Linked DNA regions of Zea mays: region 2 is linked to region 1. A link is a contact called in public Hi-C data. All regions are on one chromosome and are shown on one strand. The core of a region is the stretch at or near the end of the contact, and the rest is flanking DNA. Distances in the headings are between cores, read along the strand shown.

Evidence for each region. Hi-C and Micro-C count contacts between places; a contact is called where the count stands out from the background.
Region 2: a Hi-C map of tassel shows a contact between it and region 1, with 4 times the contacts expected there. The contact joins the enhancer-like site here to the promoter of LOC100282350 in region 1. A contact is called at or near these places in 2 of 25 Hi-C or Micro-C datasets (leaf and tassel).

What each region holds. Positions count from the first base shown.
Region 1 is chr3:195,046,080-195,049,728 of Zm-B73-REFERENCE-NAM-5.0, reverse strand. LOC100282350 (early nodulin 20) reads right to left here and starts at 1,772. Exons shown (of 2, transcript NM_001367063.1): 1 at 1,551-1,772; 2 at 604-1,381. The coding sequence starts at 1,722. The coding sequence ends at 783.
Region 2 is chr3:195,157,843-195,161,627 of Zm-B73-REFERENCE-NAM-5.0, reverse strand. No RefSeq gene overlaps it. Among protein-coding and RNA genes, the nearest start is that of LOC103651132, 7.0 kb to the left of the region's middle. Within about 2 kb of position 1,682, at least 19 of the 20 cell types and tissues checked have an H3K27ac peak or open chromatin away from gene starts, as enhancers often do. A contact at or near this core is called in leaf and tassel, where this site is marked.

The DNA of each region.
Region 1 (3,649 bases), core at 523-3,022:
ACTCCAAAGTAGAGAATGTTCACTGCATGCTAGGAGGGGGCACGAAAGGACGCGGAGAAGGCATTTGGGGCGCTTAATGCTCGATTTCATATTCTCACAACTCAATGGCGTTCTATCTTCCTACATGTATTCAGCGTGATCAAGCGCATATATCATTCTGCACAACATAATCGTTAAGGATGAGCGTGGAGGATTATACGATACGAACGACTACAAGACAATAAAATCCTATGTTACAGCACCAAATGACACCCCAAGCACCATCGAGCTTTGCAGCCACCATTCAACAAAGGACCATACTCCATACAAGCCCGGTGCGTGATTGGCTCTAAAATAATTTAATGGGACATATTTGGGATATGCACCATGACAATTAGATTTTATTATTCTGATTCATGTAATTTTATTTTTTAATAAAATATTTAATGCATTATGCATTTTTTATTTTAATGGGACATGTGTATTGTGTAATTCGACGGTAATAAAGTTGGGGTAGACAAAGGACCAATTCATACATTCTAGGAGCACTGAATCCAGCCTATAGCTAATAGCCCGTTGTATAGTTGGCTCAATTGAAAACGAGCGAACACTTGTTAAAATAGAATTGGGAGTATGCTACAACTTCATTACCTCATAACGCACGAAAGATACAAACCCAGAATCTCAACAAATACCACATTCTAGTAAACATGTATATAAATTATAAGCAAAACGTACGTGCACACGATATTCATATAATATGACCTGGCGTCTAAAATCTTCGGATCTGAAACCTCCCCGGCTCAGAGGAGCATGAACCAGACGAGAGCGGCTAAGGCCGCAGTAGCCTCGCCACACGTTGCTCGCCGCCATGCAAGCCCTCCCGACGTTGGCGGCGGCGGCGGCGGAGCTGTCATAGGAGCAAACGCCGCGAACGGAAAGTCTGCTTCGACGGCCTGCACTGTGGGGGTGGGGGCCCGTGCGGGCGCATGCACGGTTTCAGGCGGGCAGTACCTCTTCTTGTGCTTCTTCTTGTGCCCTGCACGTCTCGGTGGCGCGGCCGCGGGTGCCGGCGCGGGCGACCATGGTGTCGGCGCTGGAGCCCACGGCATAGGCGTCGGTGATGGTGCCGTTGCATGCCGCTTCTGTTTCGCGTGTGCTGGCGGCGGCGGCGGCGAACTGGGTGTGGTGGGTGCGGGTCGGTCGGCGACTTGCACCTGCATCTTCATGCCGCCCAGGCAGTGTCCCGGCGCGCCGCAGATGAAGTAGCGCGTCCCCGGCATGGTGAGCGCGACGGTGGTGCTGCCGCTGTTGTCGTACAAGATCGGGTCGGTCGTGGTGCACGCCTCGAAGGCGCTCTTGGTCACCTCCATGACGCTGTGGTATGAGTTGTACTTGAAGGCTGCATGCATCGCACGTCGTACGTGTTGCATGTGCATATAGGAATAGTCAACGCGATGAGAATTCCCCGAGATGCAACGCAACGCACAATGACATTGACAGCCGACAAAGTCTATGCATACGAGCTGATGGCAACAAAATACGAGCTGAAACCTGGTGATGACACTTACTTAGGGTATCTCCCGGAGCAAAAGTCTCGGCTGCGGCCCAAGACTGGTAGTCGGTCCTCCCGTCCCAGCCGCCGGCCGGGTTGCCGACGACGTAATCGACGGCCATCACGACATTGATCAGTGACAATGCCGCCCAGCAGGCGACGCACGCCACTGCCTTCATCTTTCCCATCTTCGCCGCAGAGGTTGACGCTGCGTCTGGAGTCGTCTGAGGTTGCCAACAAGGTGCAGTCTCTGGTCGTCCATATATATACGCCAAGGCGGTACCGTACCGCTGCGTCGGTAAACCCCAACATGCTGCAACGGTTACAGACTCTGGCACGGAATTTCACTGTGACGTATCATGGTACATGGAAACGTCCAAGGAGTTGGTAGGTGTCTCGGAACAGTTTGGCAGAGTAGATCAGTGCTGTATATTCGCCCGTTTCCTTCCCTGCAAATGGTAAGTTTCTGTTCGGCATGTACTTTATTAGCTTCTGATCCACAGGCCATGTGCACGTAAGTCCAGACGAACGGTACGTTCCCTGTGCACGCAGAGGTCGTTTGCATAGTTCACCGCCGCTCGCTGACAAGCCGCAAGGAAACGCTGCGCCAGGCTACCTCGCACGGCGCCGGCGGGCGACCCCCGGCCTCATGCACAGATCAGGCCATCGCGTACGCGCCGGGCGGTGCAAAACAATGGGAAGGTCCGCAGACAGAGCCGTTTCGCGCGCGCATGCACCGACCGAGCGTCCCCACCGCCCTGTCGCACACGGCGGTTTGTGCTTGTCCGTGCCTTCCAATACTCCGGCGAACGCGCGCGCGCACCAGCCACCAGCAGAGCAAGGGACCGAGATGAAACATTCCATTCGCACAGGAACGTGGAATCTGGCCGGAGCAGGACGCGGCCGGGTGAACAGTCCAAGAGCGTAGGGACTGGCGAGAGCACTCGGCCGCCGGTCCTGCCGTGCATGTGCGTGCGTGCGATTGCGAGCGCAGCAGCGGCTGATCGCAAGTGCGCCAAAAAGCGCCCGGGAGCATAGCAAAATTGAGCTCGCTTTTGGCAAAAGCGGAGGGTGGCAGTATGGCACCCTCCGCACGCGCGCCTTGCCGGCATGCACGGCGGATCGGGAGGGGGACGAGACGAACGGCCACGGCAGTCGGCACGTTGGAGTTCATGACCTGCCTGTTCGGCTGCTGGCTACGATCGATGGTCATATCTTATTTTCACAGCATCCATACAAAGCCACGGCTCGTATTCACTATCGGCGGCAGTAATTTTGCACTTATCTGTTTCTTGTTCTTCATCAGCAGGTCAGCTTGAAGCCCATGTAATGCCCACCGGTGTACTGCGACTCTGCGACGAGTAGGGGTGGTAGTGGGAGTCTAAATTTTACACTATACTACAATTTAAGGATTGTATCGAGTTAGAATCTGGCTTTATTTCTATTTATTTTTCAACTAAAATTAATTTAAGGATTTAAAAAACTGTGAAGAAATATTTAGATCATGATTCATTACCACCCCTAGCGACCATATACGACGGCGAGCACGATGAGTGAGGCCCTACCCGACTTCCAGATGACGCTCTCTACCACGACGAGCATGATATGCAAGTTGCATAAACTACCGCCTCTACGACGCCTTTGACTACCAGGGTTATAGACAGGGCCAGTGACATCGAGGACATCGAGTATGAGAAAAGAATCACAAACATTATTGTAATTGTAGATGCGGTCTGCCAAAATTCAGAAGTGAGGAGTCGCAAGTCCTGATCACCACAAGATCAAAATCGATATATGTTTTTAGTTCCTTCTTCTTTTAACAAACGATATGAAGACTGTGTAAGCACATAACGAGTGGTCTAACTAGACTAAGCACTTTGCGAAGCACCTAAACTAATCATCATGTATATCACTAAGCATTATACAAGTTTTCAGGTCTCACACACTTAAAATAGATGGTTGGGGTGGTATCTATAGGCCCAAAGTCCAAAATTAGCCATTGCCAAAAGTTGCAGCAATCTGTGTATGTACCGAACATGTACGTTGGTAGCACCAAATATCACGCCAGACTTCTGATAGCACTAAAAATTGATTGTTATGATGTTTTTCTATGAG
Region 2 (3,785 bases), core at 433-2,932, 110 kb before region 1:
GCCGAAACGTTAGTTCGTCCACCCCCAGTCGTGAGGGGGATCGGAGCTGGTGGCGATCGGCGGATCAAGGGGAGCAGACGACAAAGGCAAAGGCCGAAAGGCGTTGCGTTTAAAGCCGGAACAGGCGAGCGCGAGCCTACCGCTACAGCACACCCCCAGGCAACAAACAGGCAGGCATCCATGTGGACGGCACGGTACAAAGACGACAGGGCGGCCCCCGGCGCGGTGGCGCACCTTTGGCGGTAATGATCTCCGCGGCTCCGGGCGTGCGCGGCTTGCTGGAATGGGGCTGGGGGCTGCCGGACTGACTGGCACGGGGGTTTGTGTCATTGTGTGTTGTGTTGTGTGCGGGAGAGGGGGACCTGGAGCGGCCGGGGAGTGCTGCCAAACCGGCCAATCGCTCTGTACCGAACGTGCTGCTCCTGTAGCGTGCGTGCGTGCGTGCAACTGCCAATCATTGCTTGCCCCTCATCCAGACTGACTACCAGTTGTCAGACCATTTTGACCTGGTCAATCGGCCGTGCGGTCTCGTCAGTGCAGCGTCGTCCAACTGGTCAACAGCCGCATAGTATGCCGATCAGTCAGACCCATACGGGCTTGCAGCATGACACCGATCGAGCACTGGAGCACTGCAACGCCCCGCCCCAACCTGCTGTGCGTCGTCGCTCGCTCCCATCCGATGCTAGCTATGCCGCTACAGAAATCCTTGGGTTCCTGATAAGATCCCTCAGAATAAGCGACAGTGGTTGGGCTGGCCGGTTGGGTGGGAGTTTAAAGAAGCGTGGAGCACGGGACATGTTGCCCCGCCCGCGGCCCGCCCCATGCCACCGGTTAATGCAGGGCAGGGGAGGGGACGGTGGCGCGCTGACGGGGGGCCAGCCTGGTGCTGGCTGGTGCGGCATCCCCCCCTCGACGTCGACGTGGCTCGCTCCGCGGCCTCGGCCGGCCGGCCCATCCCTCCGTCGCCGCATCCCACGCGTCGTCGTCAGCCGAAAGGAAAAGGCGTCGCACGCGCGCGCGCTCCCGCCTCCAACTCCCGGCCGCGGCAGGGCATGGGTAGGATAGGAATGCCGGCCCCCCCGTGCTCTGCTGTCCTATGCGCCATCGATGGCCCGTCGGGCTGCATGGCTACCAAAGGCATATGTTACAGTTGCAGATGAGGCACTGAGGCGAGTAAACAAGAGGGGAGGGAGGGAGGCAGGGAATCAGAGCGCCATTCAATCCCTTGTCTCGTAACGTTTGGTGCCATGCCACACTCCGATCCGGCCCCGCGTTTGATTCCCACGCCCAGCAAGTACGCGCCAAAAAAGGGGGTTTCCCCCAGTGAATGGACGACGGAGCGATCTAGTTGGACTGATAAATGGCGGGGAAATCTGGTTGCGTCGCGTCCATTAACTCCGCCCCAGCTAACGATCGATGGCTGACGGACGATTCGTGCCGTCGAATCACCAGGCGGGGGACATGCCATGCCACGCGCTGTGCGCGGACCACGACGTGGCTCGGGGCTTCTTTTGGTGTCTCGCCTCCCTCCGCGCACGGTGGAGGGCGCCGGGCGGAATCATTGGTGCGCTGCATCTTGCCGTGAACCGCGCCCGTGGGACAGCGACGAGGCAGGGGACATTCCCAGCTACCGGCGGGCCCGCCCTGGCCTCCATCTGGTCGCTATCCTACCGCACGCCCGCAGGTGCGATGCCGGCGCTGTGTCTCACGACCAAGGCAACTGTGCGCGATTCAACCCTCCGCACGCGCTCCATCCCAACTGTCCAGATACGAGATCCGACACGACACTGTTTCCTTTCCTTTCCCCGGGCGCTCAAATAATAGGCCGCGCCGGTTTGTTTGGCAACTTGCAAGAAACCTCTAGGCTAGCCCTTCCTCCACACCAAATAATAGGTGCAGCGTTCCTTTTTTTTTTCATCTATGGGAGCCCAGCTGGGACTTATATTATCAAGCCCAGTCGTTATTAGCTACAAGCCCTCTATATGTGTTCTATCTTTAGGCCCAGGTTTCGATGTTTTTCTGCTGGGCCTAGGGGCGTCGGACACCTCTTATATGTACTAGCAAGCGATAAGACGTACATACAAAGACCATGTTGATTCTTCTCCCACGTCCCAAAACAGCTGACGTTCTTATCTTTAAGAGTCAATCATTTTTTTTAATTTGAACTAAATATATAAAAAAGATATTAATATTTATAGTACATAGTTTGTACTCCCTCCGTTTCTTTTTATTTGTCGCTGGATAGTGCAATTTTACACTATCCAGCGACAAATAAAAAGAAACGGAGGGAGTATCATTTTGTAATATCGTCATAGTAGGACCTATGGTCCCGAGCGTACCCAAAAGAGAAAAAACATGTTACAGATAGAGAGGGGACATGTATAACTGTTGGCTGATGGGCTCTAGCGTTTTCTAGATTGCTGATTTATCATTAAGATTGTAATTTTCAAACATATCTTTTCTTACCCAAATTTCTCTGTTACCAAAATTGCTAGTGAAATTTGCTAATTTGCTAAAAATATTTAGCTAGCTATTATCTAATTTGCTAAAAATGTCTAATTGTTGAACTTTTATCTAGACTGTTTGGATGTATACGACTAATTTTAGTAGCCAACTATTAGCTTTAGTGCATTTAAACATACCCATTGCCACGTGACATTTCTTTCAGCTGTTGAACTTTATCAAACTCTTAGTTGACGCGCATGATGAATGTCTTTAGAGCGGTCTGTACAACTCCGCATCAAGAAAAGGGCGACGTCTTAACAATCTCAAACTGGTTTAGCTTAACCAACCCAATCGATCTAGCTAGCTGGAGATTGTGTGTATGTGTGTGTGACAGAGAGTAAGCAACATGTAATTTTATATTGCTGAGGGTAAGCAACACGTAATTTTATATTGCCGGAGTTATATTGATGTAGCTAGCTGTGGTTAGTGTGGTTATAATATCACATTTATATTGCTGTAATTTTCCCATCAGGAAGATATGCATTTGAGTTAATTTTGGTTTTTTTAGGAAGATGTGGACGCTTAATCATACAATCCTTTCTATAAGACTCATGATTCTTTATACTCCAGCATCGCCGTATTCTTTTCTATTCTTTATCTTTGAGCTGAACTTGTATACCACACAACAGTAGATCATGTGATTACTTAACTTCTTCTTTTTATGGGTTGTTGAGAATTCCCTTTCACAGTTTTAAGGTCTCTAAAGATTGTGAGCTTTCACTGGTCCTCAGGTAATATACACACTTCCTGGATATGGTGTTTAGAATTGCACTTCTAAGTAACGAGGATGTTTTTTTTTATACTTGATTCACCTCTGATACCGTATTAAATTGTCTAGGCATTCAGCATCAGATATACCTAAGAGTTTCAGCACTAGAGTTGCTAGAAATTTCACTGCCCTCTAGTTCACTTAACCAATTTGAGTTTGTAGCTAAGAAGTTCCACTGCTCTCTAGCTTACTGAGGCAGTTTGGAGAAAATGGGGTCACAATGATGATGATCCTGAGGCAGTTTGGAGCCGCACAGTTGGCAATGGCAATGCAGTGCTGGTCCAAGATCATCGGTAGAATTATCCATCAGGTAAGAGTTCTCTGGAAGACATGCTGCAGATTTTGCAGCTCATAGGAACCAGGTTTTCATCTTAATTTGTAAACATAGTTCATATGAATAGCAGGATCCCTTGTTGGTTCAGTACGATTGTTTGCTGACGCAGGCAGAGATCCTTCATTTTTCTTTTCTGCCTCCTGTAGACAATGATGCGAGTGAAGGCTTCCCTGGTTA